4 separate regions of the Sus scrofa genome follow, and regions 1, 3 and 4 are each linked to region 2. The links are chromatin contacts, called in public Hi-C and HiChIP or PLAC-seq maps. All regions are on one chromosome and are shown on one strand. The core of a region is the stretch at or near the end of the contact, and the rest is flanking DNA. Distances in the headings are between cores, read along the strand shown.

What was found. A called contact is a pair of places that touch in the nucleus more often than the background predicts. HiChIP or PLAC-seq counts read pairs in DNA pulled down with a chosen protein or histone mark.
Region 1: a contact with region 2 is called in an H3K27ac HiChIP or PLAC-seq map of skeletal muscle. The contact joins the promoter of COL1A2 here to the enhancer-like site in region 2. A contact is called at or near these places in 1 of 5 promoter capture datasets (fetal skeletal muscle), 21 of 47 Hi-C or Micro-C datasets (alveolar macrophages, brain, embryonic fibroblasts and 13 more) and 1 of 2 datasets of contacts at active chromatin or transcription factors (skeletal muscle).
Region 3: a Hi-C map of embryonic fibroblasts shows a contact between it and region 2, with 2.7 times the contacts expected there. The contact joins two enhancer-like sites. A contact is called at or near these places in 6 of 47 Hi-C or Micro-C datasets (embryonic fibroblasts, fibroblasts, omental adipose tissue and 1 more) and 1 of 2 datasets of contacts at active chromatin or transcription factors (skeletal muscle).
Region 4: a contact with region 2 is called in an H3K27ac HiChIP or PLAC-seq map of skeletal muscle. The contact joins two enhancer-like sites. A contact is called at or near these places in 6 of 47 Hi-C or Micro-C datasets (embryonic fibroblasts, fetal skeletal muscle, fibroblasts and 3 more) and 1 of 2 datasets of contacts at active chromatin or transcription factors (skeletal muscle).

The regions. Positions count from the first base shown.
Region 1 is chr9:74,173,082-74,175,989 of Sscrofa11.1, reverse strand. COL1A2 (collagen type I alpha 2 chain) reads right to left here and starts at 1,506. Exons shown (of 53, transcript NM_001243655.1): 1 at 1,296-1,506. The coding sequence starts at 1,365.
Region 2 is chr9:74,082,316-74,085,489 of Sscrofa11.1, reverse strand. No RefSeq gene overlaps it. Among named protein-coding and RNA genes, the nearest start is that of COL1A2, 91 kb to the left of the region's middle. Within about 2 kb of position 1,644, at least 25 of the 83 cell types and tissues checked have an H3K27ac peak or open chromatin away from gene starts, as enhancers often do. A contact at or near this core is called in embryonic fibroblasts, fetal skeletal muscle, mesenteric adipose tissue and 2 more, where this site is marked.
Region 3 is chr9:74,188,874-74,192,052 of Sscrofa11.1, reverse strand. COL1A2 (collagen type I alpha 2 chain) reads right to left here. Exons shown (of 53, transcript NM_001243655.1): 17 at 3,002-3,100; 18 at 2,843-2,887; 19 at 2,636-2,734; 20 at 2,180-2,233; 21 at 1,913-2,020; 22 at 1,490-1,543; 23 at 1,282-1,380; 24 at 325-378. Among named protein-coding and RNA genes, the nearest start is that of COL1A2, 16 kb to the right of the region's middle. Within about 2 kb of position 1,447, at least 12 of the 83 cell types and tissues checked have an H3K27ac peak or open chromatin away from gene starts, as enhancers often do. A contact at or near this core is called in embryonic fibroblasts and omental adipose tissue, where this site is marked.
Region 4 is chr9:74,152,450-74,155,429 of Sscrofa11.1, reverse strand. No RefSeq gene overlaps it. Among named protein-coding and RNA genes, the nearest start is that of COL1A2, 21 kb to the left of the region's middle. Within about 2 kb of position 1,714, at least 44 of the 83 cell types and tissues checked have an H3K27ac peak or open chromatin away from gene starts, as enhancers often do. A contact at or near this core is called in embryonic fibroblasts, fetal skeletal muscle and skeletal muscle, where this site is marked.

The DNA of each region.
Region 1 (2,908 bases), core at 257-2,756, 91 kb before region 2:
CTTCCCGAGGTCTATTTTCATCTTTTCTCTAGAAGCCAACTCTTTACCCCTCACTCTCATTTCATAAAAAATGAACTTGGTAGTGTGAATTTGTTCAAAGCAGTTATTGTTTAGTATTCATAGTGTATATACTAAAAGTGGATGGAGGGAGAAAACACGCACACAGAAATACATAAGTAATGATGCAATGGTAGACACCGTGGCATATGTGGGTGGAGCAAACATTTTTGAATTGTTGGGTGTGGCCAGATACTCCTCTTACCCCATCAAGCCAATATCTTTGTCTGGTAATTAGTCGGCCATTTTCAAGACAAAACCAGACTCTCTTCATTCTATCTAGACCTGGAAATCTGGTTTTATAACCTACAGCTGGAAAGCAGCCTTGGAGCCCATCTAATCTCTATGCTGCATTTTATAGTAAAGGCTCAGTTTGACTTGCCTAAGGTCACATGATAAATTAGTGGCAAAGTCATGGGAAAAACCCCAGTCCCATGAGTCTCAGATCAGTGTTGACATTTCCCAACTTGGTATGTTCAGGATGTCTGCTATTGTGACCATGTTAAAGAGATAACTCTCAGGCTCAATAAAAGAGCAGATTTTAGATAAATAATGTTACCATTTCCATGACCAGATAATGAATTGAGAAATTAATTTTACTTTTCAGAATGTATCCATTTTTCTCCCCAGGATACACTTACTAGCTATTGGGATTGGCTTCAATGAGAAATGTAGATCATTCTCAGTATAAACCTGCAGTCTTTAAATGGGGTTCCATCAGCCCTAAGTCTCGGCCCCAGTGCTCTCATTGTCCTCCCTCCAGAGGGCGCCTCAGAGTCGTCATCATCCAGACTAGTCTTAAAACACCCTGAAGAGAAAAAGCCTTTAGGGGGTGAGTTTTTAATTACTAAATTAAAGGGCTTTGTAAACTAAGCCCCAAGTTTCACAAGGTGGGCATCGGTGCAGTTTTAGGCGGAGGCCTTTGCCTGCCTTCATCACTTCAGTTAATATCTCATTCTTAAGGAAAAGTCTTTGAGCTTCATTAACGGGAAGAGTCAGACCAAGTTAACAGTCTCTGAGTTAAAAGTAACCTAACTTCTGGCAAGAGTCGAGCCTTTTTTGTTTTCATTTCTAAAGTCTTTTCCATGTTTTTCATCACTGCCAGCTTTCCTCCACATGCCAGAAAGCCTTCCCTCCAAGCTGTATCTAGAACTTTGTTTAAGGTTTCCTTTTCAGACCAGGATGCCCACCCATCTAACTCTTTCCCAGACTGCCCCAAACAAGCTGAAGGCACTTACATTGGCATGTTGCTAGGCACGAAGTTACTGCAAGCAGCAACAAAGTCCGCGTATCCACAAAGCTGAGCATGTCTACCACTTAGACATGCAGACTCCTTGTGTAGCAGAGCCCCTGGGTCACCGGCGGAGGTATCACCTGGCGGGCGCAGGCATGCAGTCGTGGCCAGTACCTCCAACTTTGCCGAAACCTCCTGCCGCCTGGGTGCTAAAATAATAAAGCCCGTATCTGCCCTATTTATACGGCCAAAGTTTCTCTGGCCGGAGGGTGCCTCCAAAAGCGCTTCCACCAATGGGAGGGCTGGGGCTGGGGGCCCGGGCAGCCACAGCTGGGAGGAGACTGCGGGGGCGCAGAGGAGGGAGAGGAGGAGGGGGGAGGGACGTGGCCAAGGGGCTGGCTTCTTAAATTGGTTCCATTCTTTTTGAGGACGTGGACACTTTTGAGGCTTTCAAGGGGAAACTCTGACTCGCTGTCTGCATACCTCCGCCCTCCCCATCCCCCCGGCCTTCGCCCGCCCTTTCCAAGTTTGGAAACACTTTTGGACACGTCGGAGAGCTCTGCTGACACCAACGTGGGCAGAGTTTGCAGATCTCGGGGCAGCAGGGCAGCTGTAGAGGGGAAGGGAGCCCAGAGATCAAAGCAGGAGCTGTCCAGCCCTACCTACCTTGTGCCCTGCGGGCCACTGGCAGGGTGGAGCGCCCGGCAGGCGCGGAGGGGGCTAGGGAAGAGGGAGCAAGGATCCGACAGCGTGGCGCAGCTGGAGGCCGCCCTCCCTCCGCCCCCTGCACCCCGCCCCCCACCCCCGCCCAGCTTTTCTCCAGCTTTGGGTCGTGTGAGCACCCACTTTTTCAGCAGTAACGCTCCCTCTCTCTTCTGGCTCCAGGAAAGGGTGAGGTGGGGGTGGGGGTTCTATCTGTAGAGGGTTGAGTTGGGAGTCTGAGGACGCCCACTGCTGGGAGGATGGGGAGGGGAGCAGGCTAGGGGCAATGTTGCATCCTCCATCAGGGTGGATGTGCTTTGGGAATGCCCGACTAGACCATGCCATCGGAGAAATTCTGCAACCTCCCCACTCCCTTCTGTTGAGACTGATTCTAAACTGAGGCAGTGGGGATTACTTGGCCCTGCCAAGTGATTGCACCTGATGAACCGAGACAGACCTCTCTTGGCAGTGTTTCTGAGGTTGCATGGAAAATCCAGCCCCTTCCCTTCAGGTTTCCGATCTCCCCACTCCTCCTCTGCCCAGACTTCTTGTCTGGGTTTACCAGCTCCATCCTGAGCTGGACTCAGATGAGTCTCCAGTGAGTCCCTGCATCACTCTCGTCCCCTCTGCCAACTCATCTACCCCACTCTTACAGGAGACACCCAAGCACCTTCCAGCTCCTCTCCAAACCTTGAGGAGAGAGCTTAGCCCGTAATAGGGACTTCTGATTTGAGTTTGGGATACAGGGAGTCTTGTCTGGTAATACCTCAAGCAGCGCTCCCACCAGCATGGCTGTTAGCTCTCTCCCTAACACCCAGCCTCCTTCTCCCCTTCCCACTCTGTTCCCCAGCAGGGAGAGGAGGAACTGGGCCCTTGACCCTGAGGCACTGGAAATGAGAGGCCAGAGCTCCTGAG
Region 2 (3,174 bases), core at 395-2,894:
CAATGAAAACTTTAAGAACAAATGATGTGATTTTGTCAATGTTTCTTCACTCCTAATATTTTAATGAAGAAAACAATAAAACTGATCTTAAATATAGGGGATAAAGATCTTCCCAATGAGAATCAAGATGCGGAGGTAAAGATGGACTGACGCTCGTTGAAGTCCTTAGATTGTGGCTTAGGATCAGCATAAGGACACATATACGGTGATTTTTTAAGATGCTATTAATCATATTCCCGATAAATAAGATGGATATTGCACCCCGGATGTTTTAAATTATCCTTATACTTGCTCTTCAGTTAGGTTACTATATGTAGAATTTAGACTACCATTGATCAAAAAGAGAGAAGGTTGAAATTAAAACAGGAATGCTGTTTGGAAGTCCCAAATGCCAGCCACTGTTAGTTATTTAAATTCAAAACATGGGAATGAAAGACAGTCATATAATTATGGTGAATGTTTTTGTATGCCTACCATTTATCATACACTTTTCCAATTCTTTACATGAATTTAGTCATTACTCATCCTACCAGCTCCTTGAGGTATTATGATTATTATTTCCATTTTACAGATAAGGAAACAGGCTCAGCAGGTCAAAGAGTTGCCCCAAATCCCAAAGCTAGTGGGAGGGCAGGGATGCAGACCCAAACAGTCTGATTTGGAAACCTATATTCTCAAACACTACAGGATGTCTTTTTGATATGAGATGTGCCCGAAATGATAAAAGTTCAGCAGAGGAAAGAACTAGAAATCAAAATAATCTTCTAACTGAGAAAGAATGTCTTAGAGAACCGAAATCTTTTACAGCAAACACTTTGTTTTGGAGATAAAGAAACTGTAGCCAAGACAGCTCGGATAACTTGCTTGAGGTTACTTATAGTTCGTTTGTAGCAGAGGTGAAACTGGAGGCAGAGTGGGCATTCCTGACAGTCATTAATTCAACCATTGTTTATTGTACCAAGCGCTTTTTAGGTTTTGAAGACACAGTGCAGCACAGCAGATGAGGTTCCTGCCTGTAGGAAAATTACATCATGACCAGAAGAGTAATTTGACATTAGACTAGGTTACCAAGGGAGACTGTGGAACTCCCAGGTTAAAGTATTAGGAAAGTGGGGATAAAGCATGAGGCAGGGGGAGTGGGCTTGATATCAGTTCTACTGCATTTTAGAGATACTGATATTCATGGATAAGGTGTACAAGGGATAAGTGTTAGAGGCAAGCAAGATTCAAACCCACCCTGATTCCCCTTCACAGTGGATTGTGTGTGTGTGTGTGTGTGTGTGAGAGAGAGAGAGAGAGAGAGAGAGAGAGAGAGCAAGAGTGAGCAAGAGAGAGAAAACACATTATGACTTGCTGGCTAGGGGGTAGCTCTTCTCATTGGTCAGTAAAGCTGGTTGGAACAAGATCTTGTCAGATTGCCTGGAACCAGAGATCCATTTTTTTGGCAGAACCCACACAGCCCAATAAACCTCACCTTTTTATTCAGGCCTAAGTTCATTAGAGATTCAAACTTACTGGTGTGCATGTGATTCTAGGTTGGAGATCCTGCTGTGCTAAGGAGAATCTGACAGCCACAGAGGGGGTGACTCAGACCCAAGAGCTGGGGACCAGTGTGCCATCTCCTCCCTCCCCCTACAAAGTTAATCATTTTGGTGTGTGAAGATCCACTACACACTGAAAGGCCAGGTCAGCTTGCCACTTTATATGGCTCCTTAGGGGGCATTAGCAAAAAGTAGGTTTTCTACGTGGAGTAATTGGAGTAAGGTATCCGCCACTGGAGGAAATTTATAAAAGGCATCCTTCCCAAAGTCTCCCTGTTGGCTGACAAATTAGAAAAAGAAGCTCCACCTGGATGAGTACAGCCCTGGGTCAGTGTGCTTGGGGAGATGGGCCACAGCCCTGCTTCCAAGGGTCTTGGTGCCTTAAACTTTGAGGAGCCCAGATGAGTGTGAGGTCTCAACAACTCACTCATCACCGCTCTACAGGGGTGAAGTAGGACAAGAGGGTGGGTGCTTTTTGCCTTTGAGAATTGGGATCCTGTGGAGGGTTTCTCAGCATCAGGCACCCGATCCCTCTGGTCTTCCTGAACCCACAGCTCACCCACCTCCCTGTCAGAGCTAACGTGGCAGAGATGGTTGGGCAGTGGTTGGGAGGTGGTTACTGGCTCAGGGCCCTGAAACACTGAGTAATTCCTAGGATGGCTGAGACTGAAGGCACCATTCCAGACACTTCCACGTTGTCTGAAATTAAAAAAAAAAAAAAAAATCACCACCACCCAGCCCAAGCTGTTGGAGACAGATCCTTTGGCTCTGAAACAAGACCCATCCCTTTTATGGAAGGACATTGTTGGAAAGTCATACCATATAGGAAAGCCAAGATTCTTTCCCCATTTTTATAGGACTGGGAGGGACCAAATCAAGAGGAGGGATGAAGGGGGATGGCTAAAGGGAATTGCATTGCTTTTCCAGAAAGTTTTGAATCTACATTATAACTCTTGGCTTATAAAGACAAAGGTTTGAACTTCCTCTCAGAGCTCCTCCAGTGAAAGAATCGACCACTTTTATGCAGCCCCTGGTGCTGTGTCAGTGCTGTGGACTTAAGAAGGAGTCAAAAAGCATGGGGTTTATGATTGCAGGAGAAATAAGACAAGATACATTGCACATCAAATCCTATAAACGACAACCCGGCGTGGCCAACAAAAATAGGCCATCACAGCTGCACTCTGAGTGTTTATTTATTGGAGGAGAGAAGGTACAGTCAGGAAAAAGGGGAATCATGTCAGGATGTTATTGGAGTCAAGCAGATTGACTGCCTTGAGTGACATCCCTGGCTGCATCAAGCAGTTGGGTCAGAGACATGAGAACATTTGACATGTGGACTTACAGCCCCAGTATAGATTTTAAGTTGGATTTCAGGTTTTAGTGCAATTAAGAGCAACTGCAAAGTTTTGAAAAGAGAAATATTTCGATCAGATTATTAGAGTCATATGGTTTTGATTTTAATTAGAAAAGACCATCTCAGAGAACAGGGAGATGAGAGGATCTGCCAGTGAGGTAATTCACTAACCGAACCAGTTTAGGAGCTAACAAGGTCTTTCTGAAACTGACAGGAAAGCTTCAGTGTGACCCTGCAGACAAGAATTGTTTTTGTTTTTGTTTTGTTTTTTCCCTCTCA
Region 3 (3,179 bases), core at 198-2,697, 110 kb before region 2:
TCAAAAATCATGTCCTTTTCTAAATAGGATGTCGGCACACACACAGCCAAGTCAATCTCATGTGTACAATTCTCTCTTTCTCCTCTCTTTTCATACCCTTGTCACCCTCTTCAGTTTTCCCTGCCATATTTTTCTTTTTCCTTTTCTCTTTTTACTCTTGTGTTCCTCTGGAGTCTGTAATCACAATGCATTACTTTGTGTTCTCACATTTCTATGTAGCTGACACTTACTTTCAGTGTGTTCACATGTAAATAAACTATGGAGTAGACTTGATACGGATGCAATTTGTCTTTGAAAATATAATGGAAAATGAGCAACTCTTACCGCAGGACCTTCTTTACCAGCTGGACCAACATTTCCAGGGGATCCAGGGAAACCCTGTAAAACAAATGAGGACACTTTCATATTGGCCACTGTAACACATATGTTCAAAGCTCCAATTAATTGAAATCTCACAAAAGCACTTTTCCCCCACTTTTTGTTTGGTTGCCTAGGGAAGATCATTAGGAGTATTAGTCACTAGTTGGGAAATATGAAAAGAGCTCTGAAATCTTTCTTCTTTATATTTTTATGCCTTTCTTTTTATTAGTGCAACTCATCCACTTAAAGATATCTCAAGAAACTTGAGCAAGATACTATGTGGGAAAAATGTATATGTTATTTACCTTATAATACAAAAACAAATACTTTCAGTAAGCAATTTTCAAAGTATATTTTTTTGTTGTTAGATTTGGTATCTTTATTACTTGTTTATGATACAATTACAGTTAATACTCATCCGTAAGAGATAACAGAGGCAAAAAATTACTCTATTGCTATGGGTTAGAGTGTCTACAGATCTAAAGGTCATTTCTCCATAGCTAGTGTGATGCTGAATACATTATGGCACTTTGTGATTGCTGGAAAAATGATTCACTTATGAATCTAATAAACTGATAATGTATAGTCCTAATATGTTTCACGAACACCTTATATAAAACTCCCAAATTCAGATAAAAGATTCATGCTGATAGAAGAACCACCCTAATTTGGATATATTAAAATAAATCTGTTCTTCCCAAAACCTCATAGCCATTGTATCAAGTAATAGGGAATTTATGAACTAACCAAATTTGTCAAAGTAGCTACTGGGCTTTGATAAAGTTAAATTAAAAAGGGAACTGTCAGCATGTCTAACAATTAACTTTTGATTTTTTAATTTCTGTCTTTAAATATTAATCATCTCTTTAAAAAAGGAAACAGTGCTGGGTGTGTCTTGTTCAGAATCAGTATGAAACTTACTCGGGGTCCCATAAGGCCAGGCTCTCCAGGGCGACCAGAATCTCCATTGGGACCTCGAACACCAGCAGGGCCAGTTGGACCACGACTACCAGGAGGGCCCTATTAAAAAGAAGGGAGAGGGAGGTTACTAAAGCCAATTACATACCTGACATACCAACCACCAGAAGCATCAAGTTCCTTCCCAGGAAATGACTAATGGTCAACTTACCATGACACCAGCTCTGCCATCAGCTCCAGGGAGACCACGAGAACCAGGATTTCCCTGTAAGAAAGTACATGAAACAGAAGAGAATTGGAGAAAATTCTTGAATCAGGTGGAGCAGAATTTATTGAAATATGGCATGCATGCAGGAAATCTTGATTCCCTTAAGGAGGAGATACAATTACAAGCGAAGCCGAAATACTTCATCCAACCCCAAAGGAATGTGTAGAGAAAACATTCTGCAAAAGTAGGTCAACATTGTTTCCAGACCGATTTTTATAACATATCATATTAAGAGTCAGTGATTTAATAAAGCAGATGGAAAGCAGATGCTTTCTTCGTCTAGAAAATGCACTCAGTGATTCTGACCAATTCCCAGGGAAGGGGTACCTCTTGTGTGTCTGGGTGTTAAGAGCATTTGGAACCTACCCTCAGCCCAGGAGGTCCTGGGGGGCCAGCAGATCCAACTTCTCCATTGGGGCCTCTCTTTCCTTCTTCACCACTGGGACCAGGAGGACCTTGGGGCCCAGCAGCACCCTATTTAATGAAGGAAAAAATAAAAAGGAGGGAGAGGAAAAATAAAATTTGGTTTCATACCCATCTAGACAAAGAATAATAACTTAAAAAAGTAGAAATATTACTTTTTGAATTGAAAAACTAGTAACTCCATGAAACTGTCATTATATAACTACTTACAGGCTCGCCCTTGTTGCCGCTCTCTCCTTTGGAACCAGCTGGACCAGGCTCACCCTAGGGTCCAATACAAAACAGTGGTTAAATCACATTTGTCACAACTCTCTGGCAGACAAATATCAGGGACTACTTATGGATCAATTAAAGAGAGCTCTAGGTCTTTAAGAAATATGCTCAGTTCATATTTAAATGACTACAGAGGAACAGTCTTGAAAGGACAAGACTGATATAGGAATGGGCCTCACTGACCTTTGGGAAATGTTCTAGGATAGCAGGGAGGGTGTATCTGTGTATTAGAGAGTATACATACATGTGCATGAACTTATAGAAGAAATACAAACTAAAAATGCTAAGGAAGAAATAAGGATGATAAAACGACAAGAGGAAGTCTAGATGGGGATGGAGTGATGACAGCGCTCATATTTTGGGATGATAAAAGCATCAGTCATGACCACTTACAACAAGACCTCTGGCACCAGTAGCACCAGCAGCACCAGCAGGGCCAGGAATACCTCGAGGCCCAGGGAGGCCAGGAGCCCCAGCAACACCAGGCAGGCCCTGGGGAAGAAATGCAGCATGCGTCCATCATGAGGCAACTGGCAGGAGGGACATCATTCATTAAAATACCTTTAAAACCACAGCAGCACATTTTAGCCAAATACTCACAGCAGCACCCTTAGCACCAGGAAGGCCGTTGGCTCCAGGGTTGCCCTATGAAGAAAAGGAAGGGAGAAAAATACAAATTCATAGGAGTATTTCTATTCTTCTTCATTCTTTTTTCTTTCCTTCCACTCAATGAGATGAGTAATGACAATGGCTACTTACAGGAGGTCCAACAGGGCCAGAAACACCTGGAAGACCCACTTCACCACGGGGACCCGCAGGACCTGCAGGACCAGGGTTACCAACAGGTCCAAGTTCACCCTAAAAGAGGGAATGACACTGAGGCATTAGCAAATAACAAAACAGCATATCTTTTTTTTTTTAATTTTATTGAAATATA
Region 4 (2,980 bases), core at 465-2,964, 70 kb before region 2:
CATATGGAAGTTCCTGGGATCGAATCCAAGCTGCAGCTGCTACCTACACCACAGCTGTGGCAAAAAAAAAAAAAAAAAAAAAAAAAAAAAAAAAAAAAAAAAAGAAAAGAAAAGAAAAGAAAAGCAGCAGAGGATAAATAAGACCAAGTAAACTTTATGCTGAAGGGGGTCACTGACCACTGATCTAGGAATCATTAGAAAGAAAGCAAGACTGTACCTCATTTAAGTTGGTGGTGGAATTAGGAAGTACGAGTAGTGAGGGCAGACTGTCCACTTATTCAAGAAGTTTAACAGTAAAGGAAAAATAGGATATCCTCTGCAATAGAACTAGAAATAAACTCTTCATGATCACTGTTCTTCTCTGATGGTCATTTGTAGGAGTCGTGTGCATGCCTACAGGCATGCGAGTGCGTGCGTGTGTGTGTGTGTGTGTGTGTGTGTGTGTGTGTGTGTGGATATGGCTATATACATGTAGCAGTATTTTCCAAGCCAGGTTCTGTATTAAAATCACTAGAAGACCAGTTACACTTCTTAGGGCCCTGAACCAGACTTAGTGAGTGACAGTTTTTAGAGTTGGGTCCCAGGGATCTACAGGTAAAAAAAAGCTCACAAAGGGAGTTCCCTGGTGGCTTAGTGGGTTAAAGATATGGTATTGTGACTGCTGTGGCTCAGGTCACTACCGTGTTGTGGGTTTGATGCCTGGCCCGGCACAGTAAAAAAAAAAAAAAAAGAGCTCATAGACACTAACTTCAGGGTTTTGGTATCTCTGGCATATCCAGGGACCTTGGGTTTCACAAAAAAGTGGATGTCTTCACTGGGGTAGTGCTAAAATGCAATTAAGTTTTTAAAATGGGAAATTGTGAAATGAAAACTATAATATGAATTCAAGATGTAAAACCAAACACAGAAGACAATTGAATATCTCTAAAGACAAACATTTCAGTAATGACTGAAAAAGTCAATATACTTAAGATAGTTTTTTTTTTTTTTTTTTTTTTTTTTTTTTTTTTTTTTGCCTCAGCAAGCAACGTGGACAATTTAATGAAAGTCTGTCATCAGAATTCTAAGCCATTTTCCTTTTCCTCTTTCTTTTTTTTTTTAAAACTGGGCTGGGGGAGGAGGGTAAAAAGAATGTGGTTTGGGAGGCCAGTTAAAGCTCAGGAATTATTTCAAACCAAACCCTTTTCCCAACCATTTCAAGTCTGGAAGTCTAGATATTGGGGGCAGGGGAGTGAGGAAAACTTTGTGGAACCATTTGTCATTTCCTGGGAGGCACCCTGTCATTAACCCTTAAGGGAACAATATTGAATATACATACTTCTGGGATTTGACTAAGAGTATGTTCAACCCTAGCCATTTTCTTTCTGTATTTCAGATTGGTATTTTCCTAACCTACACCGCAGGGGAAAAGAGTGGCTTTCCTCAAAAAAGAAGCAAATAACTGCCATTTGGGGATGTCAGTGAGACCAACACTATTGAACGCCTTTGTTTTCACATTTTCTTGTGAAAACACACACAAAAACAGCGTCACATTTTATTAATCTTATTTAGATATAAATTAATTCATAGTATTATGTGGTAGGTATTGATTTCAAAGGAAACTCTTTATCAAAACAGTATCTGGCTTCTATTTTGAACTAGTATGCCAGGAAAGGGTTACAGGAGCCTGTCTCTTCTTGATGTATAACAGCTGGTAAGAAAGCACAGCCTCTCCCTCAGCTCAGCTCAGTTGTGTAAGTAACTCAGGGCCATCACCATCCCCCACTGCCTTGCTTCACTTAGTAAAATTCCTTGTGAAAGTTGAAATCCAGTGGTAAGCAAAGGAAGCAGCTTTGGCTCATTAGTTTTGGAAGGACTAAGGGTGAGATTGCTATAGTTTAAAAGGAGGTTTTAAAGCAACAACTGGTATGCAGACTCCAAGATTCATGGTTGGAGTGTTGCTCCTGAAAAGGAATAATTCAGGATGAGGAATAGTCTTGGCTTTATTGAGAGCCTGAGCTAGAATTGGAAGCCCCAAACCAAAATCGCAATCAAGTCTGAAAGCTCGGCATCTTCAATTACGTGAACACTACTTGGCAGCTTTTTACCGTATGTGACTTACAGTAGGTAACAACTTCCATTGTCCCTCTAATCAGTGTCTTACAGAACTGAGCTTGCTCGCTACAAATAAACAGGGACACAAAGATGAAGTGACCACAAAATGGCACACCCTTGGGTCAGCATAATAACCACTTAGGTTGTGGAGAAATCCACATGATTCATGAGGTCCTTAACTAAACACATTAAGGAACTATATATTACATTTTCTCCGAGTCAGAATAAGTGCTTTAAATAGCAATCGGAAAGGAGAGGTCGAAATGTTGGTCTCGGAACGGCCTCTCTCTCTCTGTCTCTCTCTTTCTGTCTCTCTCTCTCTTTCTCCCTCTCGCTCTCCCTCATGAAGATAAAGTGTCAGAGTGTAACCCTCATCTTTTGAGTAAAATTAAGTCCCCAAGGAAATAAAAGCAACTCATTTTTCATTTAAATCCAATCATAGCCTGGGTGGATCCAACACCCTAAAATGCTCATGTGGACGCCACAGAACTGATTTAAAAGATAGGAGTTGGGTGGGGGAGAGAGGGAGGGAGAAAGAGATGTGGGGAGTGGGGAGAGCACAGAAGTTTTCTAAAGGCATAAGTTCCGCTTCAGAAAGGGACGACTGGTTTCTGGGATGGAGGCTGAGAGCAAGTGCCCTCTGTGAGGGCGCCTCTGTTGAGCCACGCTGGCCTCTCCCTGGAAGGGAGGGCTGAGGCCACAGCTGGGCTGGGCTCCAGCTGGTCAGCTATGTGGCACTGCTGCTATTGTTGAACAAAATTCTTTCCTCATTACACATCTCTCTTCTCAATTTAATAGAAAGTACAGTTCTTAGAATTTTTCTCTTCGTGAACTTGAAGGAAATCAGAAAAGTCCTCTTTAACAAGGGACTATTCGCTGAATCGGT